Linked DNA regions of Zea mays: all the other regions are linked to region 2. The links are chromatin contacts, called in public Hi-C and HiChIP or PLAC-seq maps. All regions are on one chromosome and are shown on one strand. Each heading gives the region's core, a stretch centred on a gene start, on an enhancer-like site or on the middle of the called end of the contact. The rest is flanking DNA. Distances are from core to core; before and after follow the strand shown.

Region 1 (3,993 bases), core at 771-3,270, 150 kb after region 2:
TTTAAATAAAAAGTTGTTAATTAAAAAGTTTCATAACATTTCAGGACCTAGTACTTTTATTTTGGTCGTTTTTCCACGCGAGGTTGGTTGAAAATTTCGAATTTTAAAATGCAAACGTAGTTTTGCATGACAAATGGTTTTAAACCAAAACGTTGTCAACTACAAACTTTCATGATATTTCAAGACCTACAACTTTTGTTTTGGTGGTTTTCCTATCTGAGGTATTTAAAAAAAACTATTTTTAAAATTTTTAAGTTCTGACGTAGTTTTCGTTGACAAGCTAACTTTAAATAGAAAAGTTGACAACTATAATGTTTTATAACTTTACAAGATTTATAGAGTTTATTTTGGTTGTTTAATCATTTGTTCATCTAACATGGTGGTTCTAACATTGTTCACAAATCTTATACATCTCACTTGTAGTTTCATAAACTATAAGCGAGATATAAGTTAATTTACTTTTGATTTGTCATCTGAAGAAAGTAACCAAAATAATTATGCATCCTAATGATTTATATAACTTTGTAGTTGAAAACTTTTTCATTTTGAATTAGTTTATAGCTTCAAAATGTGATTTGAAAATTGACATTGCCTAATGTCAAAAAAGCACTTGGCAAAGAAGCTGTTTACTGAGTGTTTTTTATACTAAAAAAAGAAGCTCTTTGTCTAGTACCGAAAAAACACTCGACAAAAAAACTTTCTTTTTCTAGTGCCAAAAAACACTAGGCAAAGAGCTTCTTTGCCGAAAACACTCCACAAAGAAGTTCCTTACCGAGTGTTTTTGTATGCCGAGTGTTTTTGTATGCCGAGTGTTTTTTGTTTGGCACTAAGTAAAGTTATTTTTTGCCGAGTGCCGAAAAAATCTCTATAAATCAATTAATACTTGGTAAAGAGCCAAATTCAGTTACCGGTAGCGGTGGTGGTGGACCAGCGGGTGTGGCGCAGCAGTCGGTGTGCTAGGACCTAGCGGGCTTGACGCAGCAGTCGTTGTGCTACGACGCCGGGCACGAGTGGACGATGTCCGTGTCGTGGGGGTTCACGGTGGTGGTGGTGCTCAGTGGGGTGTTGTGGCCGCAGGAGATGCAGACGTCAATGAGGACGTTCCTTATTCCTTAAGAGCTCAACTGGTACCGCCACGCCAACTACACGGCGTACGCGTTCAACACGTGATCCGTGGCCCGGCACTCGTGCCAGAGGCCGCAAGTGCACTACATGCGACAGCAGTGGTAGAGCACCCATTATGGCGAACTATGGCTTGAGCCATACCTAAAAAACATATTTGATGTAGTGGTAAGTGCATACTGCTTGCAATCAACGGGTTCCAAGTTTGAGTCTTGCGTGTTGCATCATGTTTTTCTCCTTTTTTGGCGGACTATGGCTTGAGCCATACTAAAAAAATATGTTTGGTGTAGTGATAAGTACATACTGCTTGCAATCAATAGGTTCCAAATTTGAGTCTTGCGTGTTGCATCATGTTTTTTTTCTTTTTTTTTTCTTCTTCAGCCGTATCTAATTATTGTTTTATCTTCCGCCACTGTGCGGCAGGCGTGGCTAGACCGCCGGCGGCGCAGCCGCAACGCCACCACCATGGTGACCGAGTACAGCGACATCGGGTGTCGCTCGCGCCGTGCCGGTGGCGCATCCCAGACCCCCAACGTGCTAAGATCTCATGGAGTACTACATTGAAGAGTATACATTTTACGGGGTAAAGTTTGAATATAGTGATTGTAATGAGTAAGCTGCTACAGATAGCCAGCAACGTGCTGCCACTGTTCTCACGGAGGTGTCGATGTAAACTCCATTGAGGCGTGTAAGATGAAACGGGAGCGAGTGCTTTGGTGAGGATGCACGAACCTGCAAACTGTGCAATGATAGATTCAGGCACTTTGCAATTCCAAGGTCGTCAAACATGATTCATTGATTCTGCTGAGATCTCCCAGGCTAATCACGATGCAGGTTCCAACAGGCCCGGCACGGATTTATTTAGGGCCCAGGTAGGTTTTGACCTATGCTAAGAAGTTGGATTGGACTGGGCCTACCTCGACCGCAAGTTACGTATGCGCTATGGGACGTCGACGGCCTGCTAATAAGCGTGTGTGTTTTGATCAGAAGAAAAAAAATAATAATACAAAGTCTATTTTTACATTAATTTCTCTTATAATATCATGTCATTTTTAAAGACGCCAGAATCATCGATGGAACTGCTAGCGCAGGAGGCATGCTACTTCTCTATCTTATCCCTATTCTTTCTCCTTCCGATACTTTATTCACATATAAAAACTGTTCCAAGTGCCACGTCATTTTTTTCACAAAGAACCTCTCACATCTATTTAAAATTAACCTATCTCCCCTCTGCGCAACAACATCCACGTCCCAAACCACACCTCCACGTATAGATGGCCAAACGGCGGCCCGGCATGGGCTGACCGTGCCGAGCCAGCCCGTTAACCCATCGGGCCATTTGGTTAAATAAGCGTAAAATGTAGGCGGGTTTGAACCCACGCTCTGATGTAACGTCCTAAACAACACCTCCACATATAGATGGCCAAACGGCGGCCCGGCATGGGCTGACCATGCCGAGCCAGCCCGTTAGCCCATCAGACCATTTGATTAAATGAGCGTAAAATGTTAAAAAACGGTGGCCCATTAGCCAGCCAGGCCATTTGGTTAAATCAGCGTAAAATGTTAAAAAACAGTGCAAAAGGTGAGTTTGAACCCACACCCTGATGTAAGAAGGTGGGAGACATGGATGAAGCTGTCTAACCAATAAAACATTATGCTCAGATGTTTATAATATTGAATATAAATTGTACATATGTATATATAATTTTTTGTAAAATAAAAAAATCGTGTCGGATCGGGCCAGCATTATAGGCCGAGGCTACTGTCCAACCACCGCACGACGCTCGTGTCGGGCTGGCCCATGCACTTTTAAATGGGTTGTGCCTCATGCCGGCTCGTCAGATACGACCCACTTGGCCATCTATACCTCCGCATGATAATGATGGTTCTCGCTTCAGTTACCACCACCTCGTTCACATCATGCTTTCTTTCTCTCTCCCCTCGTGCCTCTGCCTCGGCGCCACCCCATTCTCAGCAGATGGCGAGGGGGCAGACGCCTCCTCCCCGTATTCGTCCGACACTAGCCCCGACACCGACTCGCATAGTGGCTATTGCACGTTCACGAGGACGTTTCACATCTTGCGCGCATCATCGTTTTCGCAGTCGTCGGACGTCCCATTCGTCTTTCCGGCCTTCGTCCTGTTCTTTCTTCCTAACCTACTGCCCCTGCCCACGGTCGCAGCCGCGAGCCGACCGACGCTCATCGACGCAGGTACGGGGCGAGTCGATCATGCTCCTAGCCTTTCTTCGTGCGTGCCGCCGAGGAGGACATGGTGACGCCTGCCACGCTTAGGTTATCTTGGCAATAAAGAGTCCAAGTCTGAGATATTGGACAACCAAGGCCCGTAGCGTGGCAGCAGTCAACATATGCTACGGAGTTGGTGGTGGTGTTGTGTCCCTTCGGCGGGTCCGAGGCTAGGAACACTCGCATTCTCTCGCCCTTCTCAGACTGACACCTGGTGCGGGTGCCACTCGGTTTGGAGCTGCTCCGGCTGAACTTCTTTCTCCGCTTGCATGCTTTATCCCTATATGTATTTAGCGGTATACTACATATGTCGTCTCCAAGTGTACAGGTCTTCGTCGTGTCCTTCTCCGGCAACGAACAAGTATGTTTGCCTCTTTCCTTCCCTTTCTGCTCTACGAAACCTTGGAAGTGGGAGAGGGGAGGGATGGGATCCATGTTTTGCTGCCTATGGTACCCATGCGTTCATAAAAAATATTATGCGAAGAGCGAAGACAATTAATAAGAAAAATGAGATTTTTTTTGGTGGATAGTTTTACATGGGTATTGTTGCGAGCCGTCGCAACGCACGGGCAACCGACTTGTTGAGATATAAACACGAGTTCACATTTAACCTCCATAATAGGTTG
Region 2 (4,137 bases), core at 306-2,805:
ATGATACATTATGACATAGTTATTGTTGTATTTGAACTAGGATATGAGTTTATATCCCTAGAGTTCAAATGGATCAACAATAGAATATGACTACTCTCCTTATTTTTCCCGTTGGGTTTTTAAGGAGACTCGGCTGATATGTTAATTTCTCAGATTTTCTGACTAGATTATCTTGGAGAAATATTAGCCTGAGTTATATGTCTCATCATTTATTTTCCCCACTGGGGTTTTTGAGATGATGGCTATAGACATATTATTGTTCTTTGGGCTAGAGGTCCATTGGAGAACAACGTACCATGATTCGATTGAATCACCGACAATTATCTATAAGGATAATTGAGCTTGTGTTGTTCAGATGGAAACAGGAAAATAGAAATATTAACATCTTGCAAACAAAGTCTTGTGATAATCTTGCTGATCTATTCACAAAATCTCTACCATGCTCCACGTTTCGGAAATATGTTAAAGTGGTTGGTATGAGAAGATTTAAGTGATTGCAAGAACCAGGGGGAGAAATTCTCCGTGATATTTGACCTGTTTTGTCCATCATATTACACTCTTTTCTTTGTATGAGTTTTGCCTTGTTAAGGTTTTCTCATCCAAAGTTTTTAACGAGGTAATATCAACTAAGCTATATGCTTCATCATTGACTTTTCCCCACAGGGGTTTTTACGAATGATGATTACAAGCATATTTTCTTTTGGAGTTCGTGTGAGATTATTCTCATTATCCAAAAGACATTGTGTACTCCTTATTTTTCCCACAGGGTTTTTGAGGAGATAAGATCTTAGAAGAACATCTGACAGATCATCAAATGAAGTTGGATTGATCAAGGGGGAGTGTTACAAAATATTATATATGTGATCAATCCAAGGGGGTGCGACAGTTTTCCCCAAGGGACACACCTCTTGGGATACACCCCTTCACTTGTATATAAGCAGGGGCGAAGCTACATAGAAACTAGGGGTGCACATGCACCCACGAAAATTTGGAAATATAGTGGTTTGGACCAAATTTTCACCATATATGCACCACCTATAAATTGTTATTATGCACCCTCAAGGTATATGCACCCTCCCCTAATTTACTCTAGCTTCGCCACTGTATATAAGTGTAATGATCTGTGGAATACAAATAACGGTTCTGTCATTTTGTCTCTCTCAATCTGATTACCACTGAGTAGACTTTAACAAGCGCCACGGAAACAGTACCGGCAGTCCGCGCCCAACCCGTGACGTCCGTCCGGTTGCATCCCGTCCCAGCCGCGCCGCAAGCGCAGCCGAGGGCCCCAGCCAGGCCAGCGGAAGCTTCTCAACCCCATCCCACGCGGCCACGCAGCCGCTGACGCAGCGGCAGCGTGGCGACGCACGGCACGCACCACCCGCCCCAGCCCCACCACCTTGCGGCCCGTTGTTGCGCTGCCGTGGCCGTGGGGCCACCCGGACGGTCAAATCTCTCCCAAACCACCATGTCTGACTCTGACCTGAGAGACCACCTCGGCGGCTCGCGCAGAAACCTCCCCACCTCCGGCTCCTCTCCAGTTCTCCACCCATCCCAACTCCCCCACCTCGCTCGCTTAAAAGCTCGCCTCGCCCCCGACCGAATCCACCCTCCCACCACCGAACCCGCAGCCGCCGCCGCCAAACCACACCGCGCTCCTCTCTGGCGGATAGCGGACAGCGATTTTGATCGGCGGTCCTCAGACCTCAGCCCAGCCCGGCCCGCGATGGAGAAGACAAAGCTGCCGCTGCCGCTACCGCTACCCCTGGTGCACGGCGAGCGTCTGTGGGCGCGGCCGTGGCGGTGGCTGAAGACGGCCTTCTTCATCGTGGCGATGCTGGCGTCGCTGCTGCTCGTGTGCGCGCCGCCGCTGCTGGTCGTGCTGCTGGACCTGCTCCTGCCGCCCGCGCTGCTCTCCAGCTTCCTCCGCGCGCAGCCGCCCTCCTCCGCCTCCTTCGCCGCCGCGCTCGCCGCCCAGGCCAGGCCCTTCCGCTTCGCCTCCTCGCTCGCCGACCTCCCCGCGCTCTCCGCCGCGCGCTCCCTCCTCATCCTCTGCGCGTACGCCGCGGCCGGAGGCGGCGGCGCCGCATACAGGTGGGTCGCCGTCGCCTGCAGCGCCGCCTCCGTCTGCTACGTCCTCGCCAAGGCCGTCGCCGTCTTCGGCGCCGCGCCCGTGTGGCGGGGCAACGGCCAGCTCGTCGCCGTCGAGGCCTTGTTCCTCATGTCGCTCGCGCTCGCCGTCGCCCACCTCGCCATGGCGTACCGCGCGTCATGCCGCGAGCGACGACGCCTGCAGCTAGTCTACAGAATCGACGTCGAAGCGGTGAGTCCCCTCTCTCTCTCTTTACTTCCCTCACTGTAGTGTAAACAACACTGCACTTCTTCAGTTTATTGCCTTCAAACTCAGCCCTTGTTCGTTTCTATCGGATTGGTGGGTCGGAACGAATCCTAACCGGATTGCTTCTCTAATTTATATAAACTTTGATTAGTTGGAACGATTCCGGTTACAATCCGACATAAACGAACAAGGCCTCAGGGAGAAAAAATTCAGTCAGAAACAGACACGAACACGCACCATGGGCCGCGCTTTGCAATTCGTGCTTTTAGGTGAAGGCAGGATTCTGCTGAATAATCTCGGAAATTGCTGGGGGTGGATCGAACCACCAGCTAGCTTTCGGCTAAAAAGACGTTGTAAACGCGCTGGACAATCCGAGTTCCGCCATGGAATCTGCTTTTGCCGGCCATGCCATTGCCAGGCAGTCCCAGCTGTCAGCACAACACCGCTCGTGCTGTTTCTATCCAGAACGGCCTGGACCCATCTGCCTGTAGACCTGAGCTCACATTCTTCACACAGCGAAACAGACCACGGTATCCTCTTCCATGAACGGGCGGAGTCAATTTTCAACTACCCACCTTAGACACCCGCAGACGAATCTCACGAAGAAACAGCCCGCTCGCCTGACTTGAACACGCCTTCCACGCCTTGGACGTCACAGTAGCAGGTAGCAGCTTGCCGATCAGGACAGGTCCTCTAGGAGCAAGATCCCCAGGCCAGGCCACCCTCTTCTAGAAATATCTACAAAATAGCAGCGACCCCATGAACAGGGGCCCCCCTCAATTGACAGCACAACTGTGAATGCATACATCTTGGCCTATCACTGTCGAGGTAGCGCCTTGATACATCCTAGTTCGTTTTGGCGTGGGAATCCCAGAGACTTGTTCAGATTCTAGCTGTCATGAGAGTGAACTGAAAACTCGGCCGTTATTTCTTTTCTTCTATTCTAAGCACACACACGCCTCAACTGTCACCACCACCACCACCAGAGAAAAAAAGAGATGTGTCGTACGTTTACTAAACCCTTGGTTCAAACTTATGCAGGTAAGACTGAAGGGAGGCCAGACGCCCAAGGCACTGAAGCAATGCATGATATGACACCCATCTGCTCCTAGTATCGCCGTCCCCGCTGGGTGGAGGTGGAATTGGAAGGAAGGAACCTGAAGATGCACGGCGCGGCGGTCTTCGTGGTGCAGACCGGCAGTGCAGTGCAGTGCAGGGGGCTCATCCGCGCCCAAGTTTTGGCTCGAGAAGCTGTGCATACCGATCGCCGCGTCTGTCCGTCCACTCCCTCTGCGTCTGTGAATGTGTGCCAGAGTGAACGTGTAGTGTCATCCTGTACATACGTATGGAACACAACATTCGTGCTTCGGCCTCCTGCAGCCAATGCGATCCAGGATGAGCCGTGTGCCAGGTGCTTGCGTTGCCTCGTCGGCCCGGAATTGTGAATATGCCTGTCACGTGCGGGCGGAGGTGGCAAATGGGCATCTCTAAATTTGGTGTTTATCCTGCTTTCAAGTGGATTTGGAAGCCTTTTCCTCTTAGCTAAAACATAAGATCGCTCTTTTATCTTCTGTTAAGAATTTAAGATCGCTCTTTTGTGATTGGCTCTCCAACAGCATTGCAAACAAGCTCAAATGCCTTAAACTGCTATGTGCGCGGATAACTTAAACTGCCTTTGAATGTGTGCCAACTAAGCAGAGCGTGTTCAAATTTAGTTGTACCACTCAAACCGGACGGCTCTTACAGGTTTCAGTCTGAAACTTTGCCTCTTGATATCAGCATTGCAGACTCCAATCCAT
Region 3 (4,268 bases), core at 600-3,099, 170 kb after region 2:
GGGCTCGAGTTTTGAACCCAGCAACAAAAAGCAGAAGAAAGAAGCCCAAAGAAGGGTACAACATGTAGGTGTCCAAGGTCCCTACATCAGTAACAAGTGGTCCCACATTCCTATTACCTTTTCTTAGGATGATTTTCGTCTTAAAGATTATCCACATAGAGATGCCATGATTATCTCCTGTGTAATAACATATTTCATAGTCCACAATATTATGGTCGACACAGGCAATGTTGTAGATATCATATTTTCCAAAGCTTTCAGGCAAATGATAGAGCCCGAATATAAGCTCCAAGATTCAACTTTCCCTCTATGTGGCTTCGAAGCATAACAGGTGATGACACTAGGAAAGTTGATCGTGCCCATTACCTTCAAGTATGTCAACAACACAAGAACAAAGGAAGTTACGTTCGAGATCGTTGATATGGAATTCTCATACAACGCTGTCATTGGAAGAGGAACTGTCAATGTGTTTGAAGCAGTGCTACATTCAGCTTATCTTTGCATGAAGGTACCCAACAATCAAGTAGTGATATCAGTCTTAATAGCCAAGAAGTAGGAAGAAGGGCAGAAGGGACCCTACAAGAGCTGAAGATTGTTTATAACATAGATGAAGCTAAAGCCCAAATCCAGGATTCTGAGAAACGAGTAAAAGAAACAACATCTTTGGTAGATCAACCAAAGCGAGTGTTTCTTTTTAGTCACATCACATCAAACGTTTAAATACTAGCTACAAGTATTAAATATAATCAAATTGTAAAACTAACTACACAGATAAGGACTAAACGGTAAGGCGGATATATTAAGCTTAACTAGTAAAAATACTCGTTCAAGACTAAAACGATGGTGGCTAGGTGCTGGTCCGCTAGAAGGGCTCTTGCCGAGACTCCATCAAGCACGATGTCGCTTGCAATTGCAAGTTCAACAGCGCTAGGTTCTTTAACAGGGACATGCTGCTCAACAACTCGACCACAGCGCCGCCTCCTCGCAAGAGCCCGTCATGGGACACCACTATCGCTGCCACCACTTTCGACACTCGACAGGGACTTCTCGACGCCCTCACCCTCGGCAACAGCGTGCACCTCAAGGGGATGAGCCTCGAGTCCACCACGCTACACTCCCGATGTTTGACATCTCGTGTGCCGCCTACGCTACCTCCAACCCGTACAACGCCGCTAGCTGCAGGTTCAACACTCTTGACCCTGTGGATGGAAGCGTGATTGATGAGGGAGGAGTGATCCAAATAAAATAAGCGAGACTGTTGGATTGAGTGAGTAAGATATAGGAGATATTTGTATCGATCTCGTCCCTTGGTTTCAAAGGTGGAATCGTTTTGTGTGCATTTGTTTGGATGGCTATTGCAATGTTCAAAGTGATGGTTTATACAGGGATATAGATTAGTTTATGATTTGCTTAGGTGATGCTATAATAAATATTTGTTAATTATAAATTAATTAGACTTAATAAATTTGTTTTATCATTTAATTTAGTATTCATTCGTATAATTAATTTTATAAATAAACTATATTTAATACTCTTATTTAATTTTTAAATATATTACACGACTAAACAACCAAGGTCGCCTTTCCAGCCGAATGGAACAAGTGAGTGACCAGTGGACGCACAATGGAATTTGGAATGACCCAACCAGGCAACCAGGTCGCCAGTATCCGTCCACGGTCCACTCCAGTCCAGGGCTGCTGTCCACCATCCCCGTGTCCTCCTCGAACCATCCAAGTCCACCTTCCCCGTGCCCGACTCCACACACCACTTACCACTCGGTCGTCCTCGGCACAGGCCAGTCGGCCACACTTGCTTATCCCTCCGTCGCCTGCCACACCTTCGGCCGGCACGGCTCCACTACCATCACTCACAATGGCTGTCCTCGTCCTCCTCCTTCTCGCATCCTTCCTCCCGCCCACCGCCCTGGCCGCCTTCTCCCCACCCTTCTCCTTCTTCCTCGCCTGCGGCGCCGGCTCCACCGTACGCGACAGCTCAGCGCGCAACTTTACACCGGACGACGGTTACCTGACCACCAAAAGCGTCCCGGCGGTGACGAACTCCAACGCCAACAGCGCCGCCTCCCCGCTCTACGCCGCCGCGCGCGCGTCCAGCTCCGGCGCCTTCTCCTACAGGTTCTCTTTCCCCAACTTCGCCGGGCAGGCCGCGTTCCTCGTCCTCCGCCTCCACTTCTTCCCTTTCACCCCGGCCCCGCCGTCCGCCTTCAGCATCTCCTCTGCGCGCTTCGCAGTCTCTGTTCAGCTTCAGGACACGTACGACGTGCTGTCCTCCTTCTCGCCGCCGAGCGCCGGCGTCGTCAAGGAGTTCTTCGTCCCGGCAGGCGGCTCCGGTGACTTCCGCGTCACGTTCACGCCGGCCGCCGGCTCGGCCGCGTTCGTCAACGCCGTCGAGCTGTTCCCGGCTCCAGAGGAGCTGCTGTGGAACGCCAGCGTGACGCCGGTGGGCGCGGCGGTCCTCGACATAGCCGCGTGGCCGCGGGACGCGCTGGAGACGGTGTACCGCCTCAACGTGGGCGGCCCCGAGGTGAGCGAGGAGAGCGACACGCTCTGGCGGACGTGGCTCCCCGACGACCCCTTCCTCTTCAGTCCCCCGGGGACCTCCACGCTGGAGAACACGAGCGCCCCGATCATCTACGCCACCTACACCCGCGAGGTGGCGCCCGACGTCGTCTACAGGACGCAGCGCGCCGCGGCGAACGTGTCAGGGATGGCGGTACCCACGAGTGTCAACGTCACGTGGACCTTCCCGGCGGAACCGGGGTCGAACTACCTCGTCCGTCTCCACTTCTGCGACTATGAGGTGGTGAGCGCCGTCGACGGAGTCGGCATCGTGTTCAACGTCTTCGTCGCGCAGGCCATTGGCACCCAAGACTTCACGCCCAAACAATTCGAGACGCAGCCGAACACGGCCTTGTACAGGGACTACGCCGCCTCGGCTCCCATCTCCCGGAACTTCACGGTCACCGTCGGCATGTCCGACAAGAGCAGCCCTGGCGAAGGCGGTTTCCTGAACGGGCTGGAGATCATGAAGCTGCGGCCTTCGGGTTCGAGCTTGGCGGCGGGGTCACGCGGTAGCAGCAGGAGAGTTCTGATCATCGCGCTCTCGGCCGTGCTCGGCGCCTCGGTTCTCGCGTCCGCCGTGCTCTGCTTGTGCTTCGTCGCGCGGAGGAAAAGGCGGATGGCGCGACCGGCGCCGCTGGAGAAGGAGAGCAGCAAGCCGCTGCCGTGGTCCCAAGAGAGCTCCGGGTGGGTGCTGGAGCCGTCGAGCCGGTCGGGCGAGGGCACGACCGGCGCGATGCACAGGGTGAGCACGCAGCTCCACATCCCGCTGGAGGAGCTGAGGTCGGCCACCGACAACTTCCACGAGCGCAACCTCATCGGCGTGGGCGGGTTCGGCAACGTGTACCGCGGAGCGCTCCGCGACGGCACGCGCGTGGCGGTGAAGCGCGCGACGCGCGCGTCCAAGCAGGGCCTGCCGGAGTTCCAGACGGAGATCGTGGTGCTGTCCCGCATCCGGCACCGGCACCTGGTGTCCCTGATCGGCTACTGCAACGAGCAGGCGGAGATGATCCTGGTGTACGAGTACATGGAGAAGGGGACGCTGCGGAGCCACCTGTACGGGGGGGCGGACCCGGGCGGCGGCGGCGGCGGCGAGGCGGCGGTGCTGTCGTGGAAGCAGCGGCTGGAGGTGTGCATCGGCGCCGCCAGGGGGCTGCACTACCTGCACACGGGGTACTCGGAGAACATCATCCACCGCGACGTCAAGTCCACCAACATCCTCCTGGGCGACGGGTTCATCGCGAAGGTGGCCGACTTCGGGCTGTCGCGCATGGGCCCGTCGTTCGGGGAGACGCACGTGAGCACGGCGGTGAAGGGCAGCTTCGGGTACCTGGACCCGGAGTACTTCAAGACGCAGCAGCTGACGGACCGGTCGGACGTGTACTCGTTCGGGGTGGTGCTGTTCGAGGTGCTGTGCGCGCGGCCGGTGATCGACCAGGCGCTGGAGCGCGAGCAGATCAACCTGGCGGAGTGGGCCGTGGAGTGGCAGAGGCGCGGGCAGCTGGAGCGCATCGCCGACCCGCGGATCCTCGGGGAGGTGAACGAGAACTCGCTGCGCAAGTTCGCGGAGACGGCGGAGCGGTGCCTGGCGGACTACGGGCAGGAGCGGCCGTCCATGGCCGACGTGCTGTGGAACCTCGAGTACTGCCTGCAGCTGCAGGAGACGCACGTGCGGCGGGACGCGTTCGAGGA

Evidence for each region. A called contact is a pair of places that touch in the nucleus more often than the background predicts. HiChIP or PLAC-seq counts read pairs in DNA pulled down with a chosen protein or histone mark.
Region 1: a contact with region 2 is called in a Hi-C map of leaf, with 5 times the contacts expected there. The contact joins the enhancer-like site here to the promoter of LOC100216915 in region 2. A contact is called at or near these places in 6 of 25 Hi-C or Micro-C datasets (ear, endosperm, leaf and 1 more).
Region 3: an H3K4me3 HiChIP or PLAC-seq map of leaf shows a contact between it and region 2, with 4 times the contacts expected there. The contact joins the promoter of LOC100383535 here to the promoter of LOC100216915 in region 2. A contact is called at or near these places in 5 of 25 Hi-C or Micro-C datasets (bundle sheath, ear, leaf and 2 more) and 1 of 3 datasets of contacts at active chromatin or transcription factors (leaf).

What each region holds. Positions count from the first base shown.
Region 1 is chr1:5,259,586-5,263,578 of Zm-B73-REFERENCE-NAM-5.0, forward strand. No RefSeq gene overlaps it. Among protein-coding and RNA genes, the nearest start is that of LOC100383535, 20 kb to the right of the region's middle. Within about 2 kb of position 2,021, at least 15 of the 20 cell types and tissues checked have an H3K27ac peak or open chromatin away from gene starts, as enhancers often do. A contact at or near this core is called in ear, leaf and tassel, where this site is marked.
Region 2 is chr1:5,111,139-5,115,275 of Zm-B73-REFERENCE-NAM-5.0, forward strand. LOC100216915 (hydrolase) reads left to right here and starts at 1,556. Exons shown (of 2, transcript NM_001143301.1): 1 at 1,556-2,323; 2 at 3,380-3,920. The coding sequence starts at 1,727. The coding sequence ends at 3,433.
Region 3 is chr1:5,279,779-5,284,046 of Zm-B73-REFERENCE-NAM-5.0, forward strand. LOC100383535 reads left to right here and starts at 1,850. Exons shown (of 1, transcript NM_001176183.1): 1 at 1,850-4,268. The coding sequence starts at 1,873.